Linked DNA regions of Mus musculus: region 1 is linked to region 2. A link is a contact called in public promoter capture Hi-C data. All regions are on one chromosome and are shown on one strand. The core of a region is the stretch at or near the end of the contact, and the rest is flanking DNA. Distances in the headings are between cores, read along the strand shown. Region 1 holds the start of Ankdd1b (ankyrin repeat and death domain containing 1B). Region 2 overlaps Ankdd1b (ankyrin repeat and death domain containing 1B).

Region 1 (6,521 bases), core at 3,969-6,468, 39 kb after region 2:
ACTGTCTCAAAAAACAAACAAACAAAAACAGAAAGGAAGGAAGGAAGGAAGGAAGGAAGGAAGGAAGGAAAGGAAGGAAAGGAAGGAAGGAAGGACATAAAATTGAATTCACATCTACTGTGAACATGACATCACACAATTCTCTCTTCTCTCTCTCTCTCTCCCTCCCTCTTTCTCACAAACTCACACACACACAAACCTGGTTGACTTTATTAACTAATAAAGACAAGCTTCAAGGGAGGAAGAGGGTTCTCGAGAGATAATCCTAGGCATGGGAGATGAAATCAAAATTGAGGTTAAGAAACAACAGCAGACATTTGACAAAATATTTTGAACTGAATGCAAAGGAAAAGAGGAGGGCTGGAAAGATTGCTCAGCAGTGACAGGCACTATTGTTCTTGTAGAGGATCTGGGTTTGGTTCCTCTTAGGAGAAGAGAACGAACTCCACAAAGCTGTCCCCTTAGCTCCACATGCACACTGTAGCATGCATGTGCTACCGTCACATTATATATTCAACACACACACACACACCTGCACACATGCATGTGCACACACATGTGCGCACACACGCATACCTACACACTTTATAAATGTATAAGTAAAATACATTTATAAAAGAAATGAAAACAAAGAACAAACAACTTTCTACCCACTTCCCAAAAGAAAAAAAAATACCTCCCTTGGTTAACTGCAAATAGAGAATTTCCTCATTTTGAAAGGGCATCCACAAAAAAAAAAAAAAAAAAAAAAAAACCCTGACAACCAACATTATACTTAGTCTTTAAAATCTCCACTTCTTTTGTTCCTAAGATCAAGAATAACAAGAGATTTCCACTGTTACCTCTTCGTTTACATGTAGTGCTGAAAGTTATAGTTAGTACAGTAAGTGAAAAGATACACAGATAAAACAACGGTCTGCTCTAGGTTCAGATCACCTGGTTATTTACATATAAAATCTCAAGCAATGCACAGTGCAGCTCTAGAACCAGCAAATAGGTTTAGCAAGTTTTCTGAATACAAGATCAGCATGTAACTATCATTCCTATTTCTACTTATTGGCAAGTGGAAACTAAAATTTACAAAGCACTATTTACAACTGATCAGAATCCAAAAATACTCACATATAAAGGCAACAAAATATACACAGTTTCTCTGTACCAAAAAAAACTAATGGGTGGAGAGCTGGCTCAGAGGTTAAGAGCACTTGCTGTTCTTGCAAAGGACCTGGGTTCCAATCCCAGCATTTACATGGCACCTTGCAACCGTCTATAACTCCAGTCCCAGTAGCTCCCAAGCCCTCTTCTGACCTTCAAGCACAGGAGGCACAAACAACAGTGCACATACATACAGTCACGCAAAACACTCAACTGCATAAAATAATAAACTAAATCTTAAAAAAAAAGACAACTGTTGAAAGATCTCAAAGACTAAATCATGGGAAGATACAGTAAGTTTCTGATATAGAGTGAAGATCATAAGCTGTTGACTGTTCCAAAATTTGTCTAATGATTTAATGCAATTTCAATGAGATGTCACACAAACATATTTGTAGCATGTAGTTCCTATTAATCTCTGGGCAGACTGCACTCCCAGCCCTGCCTAGGTTCCCATGGATCCAGGGATAAAAGACACACACACGCATTAACTTATTTTTGTATGTCTTAGCTCAATGGCTGGACTCTTCTAAGTCTCTCTTGGCTATCCTGTTCTCCTCTCCACTCTCAGCTCAGTTGCTCAGTTACCTTTAGTTCCAGCTCAACCCCTAAATCTGCCCTTAGTTTCCTCTCTGACCTCCTGCCTGCTACCCCAGGCCCAGTAAGGGAAGCAACCAATGACCAATCCACACTAGATCTCACATGGCTGGTAGCTGGTGGTCCCTCTGAAGCATAGCAAAACCTTTTTCCTCTCCTGTGTCTTCTAGCATGTACGCAGGAAACTGCAAGTCTCACCTATTCTGCCCAGCTCATTGGCTGATAGCATCTTTAGTGATCAATCAAGAGCCAGTTGGGGAACAGGATCTTTAGTGTTCTCGTGCAGATTCCCCATCAAAGCACCAGAACGAACCACCCCCTCCAATAGTGTAGCTATTAACAAGTTCATTAAAAATATATAAAGGCAAAGACAATTTTGAGAGACCAAGCCAATTTTGAAAAAGAGAAGCAATGTTGGAAGAGTCACATGACTTAATTTTAGTGTATAATAACCTTACAGTTATGTGCAAAATCACATTAGTAGGGTGTTTAACGATCTATACGCCGACCGAATAAAATATACAGCCTAAAAATAAGCACTCACAAATATCAGCTATTTTTTGACAAATGTTTGTAAGTTTTGACAACAGAGAGTAGATAATTATTTCAACAAATGGTATTTAAATATTTGGGCACCATATTGAAGCCTGATATAAACTTTATATCTTATATACAAATGGACTATCTATGTAAATGAAGAGCACAAAACTATAACTTTTAGGAGAAAATAAATGAGAAATTTTTCATAGTTTGTGGTTCAACAAGATTTTTTTTGTTTTGTTTTGGTTTTTGGGGTTTTTTTTTTTTTTTTTTTTTTTTTTGGTTTTTCGAGACAGGGTTTCTCTGTAAAGCCCTGGCTGTCCTGGACCTCACTTTGTAGACCAGGCTGGCCTCGAACTCAGAAATCCACCTGCCTCTGCCTCCTGAGCGCTGGATTAAAGGCGTGCACCACTACACCCGGCTTTTTTTTTTTTTTTTTTTTTTCCCCAACAAGATTTCTAACATGCACAACAACAGTATGGCTGCAAATGAAAAGAAGTTCATAAACTGTATTTCATCAAAATGTAAAGCTTGCACTCTTATGGGAAGTACCATCGAGGATCAAAATATGCTGCAGAGCAGGTTATGGAGGTTGTGAATATTTCTGGCAAATGAAATACGCCCAGAATACTTAGCTCTCAAAGTTCAACAACCCAATTTAAATACAGAGAAAAGACTTCAAGAGAACAAGAGGGACCAAAGTGATAAAATGTTACCACTACCATGAGGCAAACACAAATTAAGACTGCCAATGCCATACCAATGCACATTGATCTAAATGCCTGAAATTGAGACAAATACAATATCAAGTTTGTTTCTTAAATGTTTCTTTCTTAGGGGGACTGGGCTTGTTCTAGCTACTATCCAGTGTTAGCAAAATGCCCGAGACAACTGATAAAGAATGAGAAAAGGGCTAATTGGCTTTCGGAGGTCTCATTCCATGGCCACATGGTCAGGTTTTTGGGGTGGGGTGGGAGTGGGGTGGCTGGGCTGTGGTTGCACAAGAGAGCACAGTGAATATGTATGGAGAAGCTAGAAGAAAGGAATAGGATCTGTCATGGAATCCTCTTTGAGGTCGTCTCTCAGTAATATGAAAACTTCCTTCCACTAACTGTAAGCATTCTAAGCTCCACCCCACAGTTACCTGGCAACAGCTAGGTATGTTCCTCCTCACAGTTACCTGACAACAGTCAGGTAGGTCTGACCCACTATAAAAGGGGCTGCTTGCCCCCTCCTCCCTCTCTTGATCTCTTGTTCTCTTGTTCTTTAGCCTTCTTGCTCCCTCTCTGTCCCTTCACCCCTTCCTGCCTCTCTCCCCATTCCCCCCCCCCCCCATCTCTCCACATGCTCATGACTGGCCTCTACTCCTCTATCCACCCCCCCCACCCCCACCCCCGCGCCTTTCTCTGCCTCTACTACCCTCTTAACTCCCCTCCCCATGCCCTGAATAAACTCTATTCTATACTATACCATCCTGGTCCCTCAGGGGGAAGGGATGCCTTGGCACGGACCCGCTGAGACATCCCCTTTCCCCATACCTCACCACACCTCCATAGGACATATTCCCCCTTTTCCTTTATCTTTTTATAAACACATCACTAACCCCACTCACTAAAAGATTTAGCTAGTGTGGAGCTTTCAACCCTTAGAAGACATTCACCATCTGAAGTCTAACCCTCTCCAGTCTCAGTAGCTCTCAGCTTCATTCACCACGACCCTCAATGGCTGGGCCTTCTCGCCATTTTAATCTTAGGGACTCCACGTCTGCATCCGCTTGACTCTTGCTTGTCTCAGTTTCTACCTGAACCTCCCGTGGCTGGTTGTTTCCTCTCATTTGAGTGCCTGCCCAAACATGCTCTTGTCTCCTGACCTAAAGTCCTCCTGTGCCCTGGTGCCACCCAGGTCACTTTACTTGGTGGCCTTTCCCTAAAATTGTCACCCCTGTAACTTCCTTGTTCATGATCCGTCAGCCTCCTCCACAACAGAAATCGAGCCCCACAAACCCAGGAGCTGCCTTGTCCTCCTGAAACATCTCTTGAAAGTACTAGGCCCTAGAACATAGTCCTGGAAGAAACTAAGTAACTGCACATTATATTAAGGAAACGATACACAGTTGCCAAGGCCGGGGCTTCAGGAAAGAGTTCACCTACGCGAGCCCATAGTGTGCCCTGAAGATACACGAGTCCTTTATTTTCCGCTCCTGAAGACTTCCTCTGTGTAGCCTCGCTCAATTTGTGTTATTATTCCCGAGGCATAGCTGATCTATTCCCCAAGCTTTAGAAACCTAAACCCAACAAGGTTAAGTGACTTGAAGTCACACAAATAAATCTGCGCGCAAACCGTGATTTAAGACAAAGGCACAAGGAATTCTTTCCTTATCTGGACAAGGGCTTACTCATTTCTTTAAACAATCTCCTCCTCCGCTTAGAAAAAAACGACCCTCCCATCCAGAGTATAGGGTGTGGATCAACACTCAGTGGTGACAACTTCAAAGCTAAAAACCAGCCAGTAAGGGGGCGAGGGGCAGCATTAGAGAACATCCTGAGGGTTGCCAGGTACCTGTATCCTTCCAGGCTTCAGTGAGTGTCCCTCTAGTTTCTTGGCCTGAGCCCACCCTCTGCCCATCACACCTCATCCCAGGACTCACAGCCCTCATGTCCTGCAGCTGCTGTCTCCGGGTCCTGCACCTCCGGCTTCGGCATCCTGGCCAGGCTCCTCCAGGGTCTGGTGGCTACATCCCTCAGGTTGGCCTTTAGGCCCCTGGCTGCCTGGAGCATCGGAGCCCTCGCTCCGTGGCCCTGGGCACTCTCAGGGTTCATGGTCACCCTTGCTGTAGGGACCCCACTAAGGTGTGGAGCTGGACTGCAAATGCGCCACGCAGGAGCGCAGGACTGAGCCTGCTCTCTTTGGAGCCAATGGCTAGGCACAGGCCCTCCGTTCTCCAGCCCTTCCCTGTCTTGGGCTGGTCTGCGGTGTCCGCCTTTAGGTGTGGCATCCCATGTACTCTAGGGTTTGGCTCTACACAAAAGGAAACGTTTCTAGAAATCTACAAGCCCTCGGAAATGCTCAGTTCATGATCCATCAGTTCCCTGTACAGTTTAAAAATATCTGGGTTTGATTTATAGTCCATACTCATTACTGGAAATTCAATATTAAATACTTCCTAGTTGGGATTCCAGAATTTCCTCCTTGAAAAAAAAAGACTCAATTTTTCATTTGATAGTCATGAAATTACCAGTTTTCTTGGCTGGTCTGTTAGAAATTAAAATAATTCAGAAACAGGTCCAAGAAATCCTGACTCTTCAAATAAACTTCAAATAAAAGAGGTAAAATGACTTTTATTTTCTGTTATGAATTGGTGAGGTGTTTCATTTTAATATAAATTATATAATATTAGGGCTGGAAAGATGGCTCAGTGCTCAGCAGCACTTACCACTCTTGCAGAAGCCTAGAGTTTGAATTCCAGCACCAGCTCTGGATGGCTCAACCCAGCTGTTACTCCAGCTTCAGGGCTCCCAATGCCCTCTTCTGGCCTCAGTGGTACTCACATACAATGAATTTAAAATATATATGATATCGATGTCCATTTAAAGCTTGCTTTGCTTTCTAATTACTGTGCACCAAATTTTCAGTATTAAATTCAAATCAGTGTTTCTCGATGTATCAAGGGAAAAACCCAACATGACAAAGTGTACCTAGCAGAGTTCCATTTAGAACTTAAAAAAAAAAAGGCCTAATCTTTATAGTAGGATATTATGATCAAAACAATAGCAAGTATACGACAATGAATACTAGTAGAAATATAAGGCAGGACTAACATGCAAAGTATCATATGTGAATGGAAAATGGGATACAAAACAATATAAATAAAATCCCAACTACCAGATGAGAGTGTACAGGAAAAGAGTATCAGTATATTAACAGTGGAAATCAGACTAACTCCACAGAATTCTGAACCATGTTATTCTAATAATTACAGCACACAAATCGCTTCCAAACTCCCAACTGGGCTCTCTCCGTATTAAAGCTCTCAACAAGATAAGAAGCATTGTGATTTTATGCTCTGCACGAGTGATTCTCAGTCTTCCTAATGCTGCCTGCGACCCTTGAACACAGTTGCTCATGTTGTAGTGACCCCTAATCACAAAATTATTTCTTTGGTACTTCATAACTATAATTTTGCTACTGTTATGAATTGTAATGTAAATACCTGACATGCAACCTAAAAG
Region 2 (6,418 bases), core at 1,283-3,782:
CTCATGTGGGGGCACAGGGGACAGTTGTTGCAGCAGAATTTAAAATATTGAAAGATGGGAGGAAGTCATGGTTAGGGGCTGGTGAGATGGCTCAGTGGCTAAGAGGACTGACTTCTTCCAAAGGTCCTGAGTTCAATTCCTAGCAACCACATGGTGGCTCACAACCATCTGTACAGCTACAGTGCACTCATAGACATAAAATAAATAAATAAATCTTTAAAAAAAGACAAGTTATGGTTAGGTCATGGGCAGCCCCAACATCCAGAAATGACCTCAAGCTGCACTGTGTGAGCATTTCTAGATAAAAGCCTGGGACTTGTGAGACAGGTACCCACTACCACAGGAGTCATTTCCCTCATCTCTGGCAGAAGGGACATATGGCTACCTGAGGCACCTATCCATCCACGTATCAAAGCCCACCTGGCCTCCAGGCTCCCTCAGTGTCGCAAGTACCTGTTACACAGGTCCTGGCCCTTCCCACTCCACACCCTCTTCCCCTCAGCTACTAACGCTCCTTAGAATCCGCATGATTCTCTCGCTCTCTTCCTCTACCCCACCCCCACCCCCACCCCCTTGTTCTCTCTGTGCTCTGTCCTCTGTTTCTGGCTATTCTCTGCTCTCTGGCTGTCCACTATTCTCCCCCAGCATGCTCTCGCACTCTCCCACAGATGGCCCTGGCCATGTCCAGTCTGTTTTCTTTTCTCTCTGCTCTAGATTCTTCCAGACGTTTCTGAATGTTCTCTCTCTCTCTCTCTCTCTCTCTCTCTCTCTCTCTCTCACACACACACACACACACACACACACAGACACACACATTCACAATACCCCCACTAATGAAGTGGTCACATCAGCACTTTCTTTACTATGCCCCACCTCATACAGTTAGTTACACGTTTGGTAATGAGACATTATATAAACTATATATAAGTATATAGGAATGCTTGGCAACTATTAAATCAAGTCAGGAGCTAGGTGTGGTCATGATCTGTAGTTCCAGCTGCACAGGAGACTGGGGCTGAAGGACTTATTGAGCCTAGGAGTTTGGGACCCATCTGAGAAGTGTAATGAGAGCTTGTCGCAAAAGGTTCCTTTCAGTGCAAGGTACCCAGAGCAGTCAAATTCATAGACAGGAAGGACGGCATTTCCCAGGGCTTAGGGACTGGGAAATGGGAAGTTCTGTGATGTCACAGAACTGTACACATAAAAATAGTTTAAATGGTAACTAATGTTATATGCATTTTACTATAATAAAGTGGCTTCAAAGATTTTGATAAAAGGAAAAACTATGACATAGTATTAAAAGCTTTAGGAGGGATCTGGAGAGATGGCTCAGCAGTTAAGAGCACTAGCTGATCTCCCAAAGGATCCCGGTTCAATTCCCAACACCCACAAGCTCACAACTGTAACTCCAGTTCCAGAGACCCCCACACCCTTGCACAGACAAACATGCAGGCAAAACACCCAACACACATAACATGAAAACAAATCAATTTTAAAAATAAGCTTTAGGAGACACTACATCTGGCTAAGCTTAATCTATAAACTCAGGGAAAACAAGAAAAAATACATTGATACTATTAAAAATTATATTAAAGATGGGGGAGACTAAAGTCTACTTTATTGCCGTTTTTCGCTCTTTCTCCCATTTTCTACATTATTATGTATTAAGAATTAAAAGACTGAGTTTCTTAGCGGAGTCGCCGCTTTCTATCAAGAAGATCAAAGTGTAACCTATGATCATCACCCCGACCTCCTACAGAAAGGAGTGATGTGACGACATCTGTACAGACAGGAGCTTTGATATGATCCAGACCCACTCCTTCACCAGGCAGAGAAGCCCCTTCCCTGGGTCAAGAGCTGCACAACAGCTTGAAGCGCGAGGTCTCTTCCTACCAAAAAAGGCAAAGCCACGCTGCCATCAGAAAGCATGTAGAAAAGGCCGCCAGCAGGTGGCAGTGTGTGCCTCTCTGAGGGCTCCTCACCCAGCACAGGAACCAACAAGCCTACAGAGAGGTAAACACACCAGCACAGGACACAGGCACAAGTGTGCTGTGTCAACAAAAGCATGCTTTGACAATACCACTCTAAGTCAAGAACACAGGAAACACCACAACAAAAGCCGCCCTTCTTCAGTGGGGTCAAATGAACATTTACTTTCTAAAAACCATTTTTGTATATCCTGATTTTATATACTTTATGCAAAAAAATATATAAATTCCATTATTTTGTATGTATATTACTGATGTAACAAAAGTTTGAATTGATATGGTCAAATTGTGTAACTGATTGGCAGGCATGGATCAAGAATGGATCAAGCCAGTTCTGGAGAAGCCAAAATCATACATGAACACAAGGCTTAGTCTGTGTAGAAAAGATTTGAATCATTACTAAGTTTGAATATGCAAATACTTTTAATAACCAGGGAGATAGGCTCCCAGCTTGTGGGCTGGTGCGACACAGAGAGGGAGGCTGTCTGGAGGAGGGAGGGACAGACTGCCTGTAAATCTCCTTGCCCAGGTCAAAAATTAACCAAGAGGCTGGAGCTGGAAAAAACCTGAAGGGATCCAGTTGTGCTGTTTCAACAGGTAAGGAAATGGCCATAGGGGAGGTTGGGACAGCAGTGCTCTTGCACAAGGCTTTCCCTAATCCAGAAGGCATAGGTGGGGATGGCCTGGAAAAGAGCGACTCAGAGGCTGCTTGTGGCTCCCCACCCCCAGCCCCCAAGGCTTCCCACTGCCTGCATCCCTGGAAGAGGCAGCTAGAAGAGGCTGCCCCAGAGGCAGAAACAGCCAACTGCCTACTGCTTGCTGCTCTGCCCGTTCATCTCCATTGGTGACAGGTGGCTTTTACAGGGTATTTGATTCTGTCCCAGTCCACTGACTACCTGGTGAACTTTTTGTTTGTTTGTTTAATTCTAAGAGGTCTCTTTTACCTTCTAGCATAGGAAGATACTTAATGTGGAAACAAAGCTTCCTTCTTATGGGGACCAGCTTCAGGCCAAGGACAACATTTCACATTGCAGGAGTGGCTTTTGATTTAAAGAACTTCTGGCAATTTGCTTTGTCATTGTTTATCAGAAGCCCTAACTATGCCTATTAAAAAGGAACAACTTTATTACATACACCCAGAATCCCAGCTTTGCCTCTGCAAAAAGCAGCAGTGTGGGGACAGCAGAGAGGTTACAGAACGAATGAAGAAGAGTCACATGTTCATCCCAAGAATGGTTTTAGGCACCTTGAACCTAAGAGAACTTCCTGCTGACACGTTGTGTTGAAACCTGGAAATTTCATGTTGAAACACAAGAGAACAGTGTGTCCAGCCTGCTTACCTGATCTAAGACATCAACATCATGCCGAGCACTTAGTAAGCTGTTCACGACTGCGGGGCGGTTGTTGATAACTGCTAGGTGAAGAGGGGGCTCCTTAGACTGCAGAAAGAAAAGCACCAAGCTTCAGCATTCAAATCCCTGATCTCTGAGAGTTACAACAGTCCACCCAGTGTCAGATCCACAGGAAGCCCTGACCAGTCACCACCATCTGCAGGCTGCCTGTCACTCTGGGCAGACACAACAAGCACCTACTAAGGGCCAGGCTCTTCAGGGCCTAAAGATTTATCTTTTTAACGAAGTGACACAGCTATTTAGTTTCAAAGTTTAAGTGATTTAGAGGAAACGTCAACGGTGCTGGGGTGGCATGTACGTCGAGGGAGGACCAACCCTTCTGGAAGCTAGAAAAGGCTTCCTTGAAGAAATGACAGCTGAGCTCAAACACAGATAAGGACGTGTTAAGAAGGCTCAACTGAGGACTTCTCGAAGCCTTCAGAGAGCCAAAGGACAAAAGGAGTGGCCACAGAGGAGGAAATGTATACACGGCATTTCCTGAACAGATGTGAGCTGCAGGAAGTTCCCTAGATCCATGGCAGGGCGGTGTCCCTGCTTACGTGGGCCTCGGGGCTCCTCTGCGGAGTCTACCCATGGTGGGCTGTGACTAGTCTCAACAGCCTGCTCCTTCATCCCCTCACCCCACCTGGACCTCCTGATCCCTCCCCCTTCTTCCCACCCTCCCCTCTCTATCTCAGACCATCAGACACAGTCCATCACCATACTCTGTCTCAAACGTCCCTGCCATCTCACCTCCACCCAGTCACACTGGCTTGTGGAGCTCTCTGGGAGGAAAGAAGGCAACTCAGGACTGAGGAAGAAGCAATGTACTAAGGGAGAGGGGCAAATGAGTAGGGGAGAGTCAGGAAGTTGAGGACGGGAGTAGGTAGGAGGGGCGAGCAGACAGGGGTGAGTGCTGGCCTGAGTTTCTGGGGACAGAGTAGAGAGGAAGGATGCATGTAAAGGAAGCTGGTTGGGATAGCCTACAGCTCCACTCCAGTGCAGAGACAACGTCCGTCGGGAATAAGCATCAAGCCCACTCCACGAAGCCTCATGTGGTACTAACTAAACACTCAGCACCCCACATTTACCCTGGGGGGGTGACACACACCTTTGATCCCAGTGCTTAGGAGACAGAGGTAGGCAAATCTCTAAGTTCAAGGCCACCCTCATCTTTAAGAGTTCCAGGACAGCCAGAGCTACACAGAGAAACCTTATCTTAAAACAAAACCAAAAACAAACAAGCATTAGGCTAAGCAGGTGAAGTAGCCCAGGCCTGCAATCCCCGCACTCTCAAGACAGAGAGAGGAGAGAAGATCTCAAGTGCCAGGCCAGTCAAGGCTCCATAGGGAATGTCAGGCTAGCTTAGACTACACAGTGAAACTCTGGCTCAAAACCAAGCAGAAAACAACAGAAGGTTAAATAAGTCATCCATGGGAACCCTAGGAGCTGGGCCTTATATCCCCGACTTTATACACAAACAGATCAGTAACTCTGTTAATAACAGGGAAGAGGCAAAGACAGGGCCTGAGCACAGACTTCCCAGTTCTCTCCATTTGCAGAATAGACTGGAGATGAGGGGCAGGAAAGGCTGTATGATATGGCTGAGTGAGAGGCCGTCTGGCAGGGAGCCAGGGGATAAGGAGGCACTGTGAGCATCTGTGGGGGTAACCTGAGAGCTAAGAAGCTGAGAAGCTCTGCTCTGCTTGGAAATCAGCTTCTCCCACCAAGCACAAAGCAAGAGCAAAGACACAGCATCCTTCATCTCCAAGGGGTCGGAGGTCTGGCCAGGGCCACCCGCCTTGCTGGGGCCCAGCTTCTCCCGGGGATGAAGAAACCTCCTTGGCCTGAGCTAGGTAAACACAGAGCCAATCCCTCTAAGTCCATGCTCTAAAAACTTATCAGGCATGGCTCAGGTCATATCCCTCCTTTCAAGTCGGTGCCATAAATAGAAATGGCTTGGCACAGCCAGAGGAAATAATATTCACAGAAGAGAGGAAAATAGAGTGGGAGATAGATAGAGGGATTTTTCTTGTCGGATTCCAGCACAGAGCGCCTGTGTTTGTTCTGCCAAAGTCAGTCGAAACTTCAGAAAAACCTCAGTCAGTAATAAGGGATTGACTTTGAAATAAACCACAAGATCATTCTGAGATGGGGCAATGGTCCATTTTCTTAACATCCCGAAGTGGCGGCAGCCGCAGAGGAAGCCGGAATTTCCCAGACAGATGAGATTTCTACAGGAGTCAAGGCACCTCCAGACACCTGAGACTTACTGCAGCCTATCTGACTCTTTTAAAAACAAAGATTTTGTTTTGTGCAGGGAAAATTTACCCCTTGGACTTTATTTCTCATGATTAAGATTAAAAACAAAAAAAGCCAATGTTCCCCCTAAAAGAAGCCTTTCCTTGTGAAATATCTCATCTCCAGCGTGTCTCTGCCTGGAGCACTTGAACATCCAGCCTTACAGCCCGCCCCCCCCCCCCCCCCCCCCGCACCCAATCCCGTATTGACTGGACTCACTTCCTTCTGCTGCTGCAAATCAGCATTCTCACCGAGAAGAAAGTTGACAAGGGCTGTGTGGCCGTTCCGGGTCGCTGTCTGCAAGGCACTGACATTGAGCTGCAGTGAACAGATGGGGGAGGGGAGGGGATCCCGTTACTGTCCGCATGCGGTTGGTGATTTGGTACAATTATTTAAAGAAAGGAATCCAACGTATTTCTGATCAAGCTAAAGCCTATCATTTTGAAGTGTCCTCTATTGCCATGTGATACGGCCTGACTGGGTCTCCAAAACTCCTCATCCTGATGTGATGAGAGGTGGAGGAGAAACCACTGTGGGCGATCTGCCCCTCTTTAAGCCATGGGAAGACCCAACAAATGGCTTCCAGGAAAGCTGGTGAAGTGTCCTCACCAGTCCCTGACCCTGCTAGTACCCAGGCTGTTTCCAGTCTCCAACTAGGAGAAATAAATGCTTGCTGCTTAAATCACCCAGCTTTGCCGTTTGTGGTTGTTGTTCGTCGTCGTCGTCATTACCACAGGA

What was found. Promoter capture Hi-C pulls out the DNA fragments that hold promoters and counts their contacts.
Region 1: a contact with region 2 is called in a promoter capture Hi-C map of liver, with 2.1 times the contacts expected there. The contact joins the promoter of Ankdd1b here to the enhancer-like site in region 2. A contact is called at or near these places in 10 of 39 promoter capture datasets (the 3T3-L1 cell line, 3T3-L1-derived adipocytes, HPC-7-derived erythroid cells and 5 more), 19 of 484 Hi-C or Micro-C datasets (the AML12 cell line, the C3H10T1/2 cell line, the G1E-ER4 cell line and 13 more), 3 of 115 datasets of contacts at active chromatin or transcription factors (embryonic stem cells and extraembryonic endoderm stem cells) and 3 of 9 other capture datasets (adipose tissue, liver and pancreatic islet).

Annotation. Positions count from the first base shown.
Region 1 is chr13:96,466,001-96,472,521 of GRCm38.p6, forward strand. It overlaps Ankdd1b (ankyrin repeat and death domain containing 1B), which reads right to left and starts at 5,219. Exons shown (of 15, transcript NM_001369169.1): 1 at 4,940-5,219. The coding sequence starts at 5,111.
Region 2 is chr13:96,429,974-96,436,391 of GRCm38.p6, forward strand. Ankdd1b (ankyrin repeat and death domain containing 1B) reads right to left here. Exons shown (of 15, transcript NM_001369169.1): 9 at 5,900-5,998; 10 at 3,329-3,427. Among named protein-coding and RNA genes, the nearest start is that of Ankdd1b, 38 kb to the right of the region's middle. Within about 2 kb of position 2,533, at least 68 of the 459 cell types and tissues checked have an H3K27ac peak or open chromatin away from gene starts, as enhancers often do. A contact at or near this core is called in the HPC-7 cell line, bone marrow-derived macrophages, extraembryonic endoderm stem cells and 2 more, where this site is marked.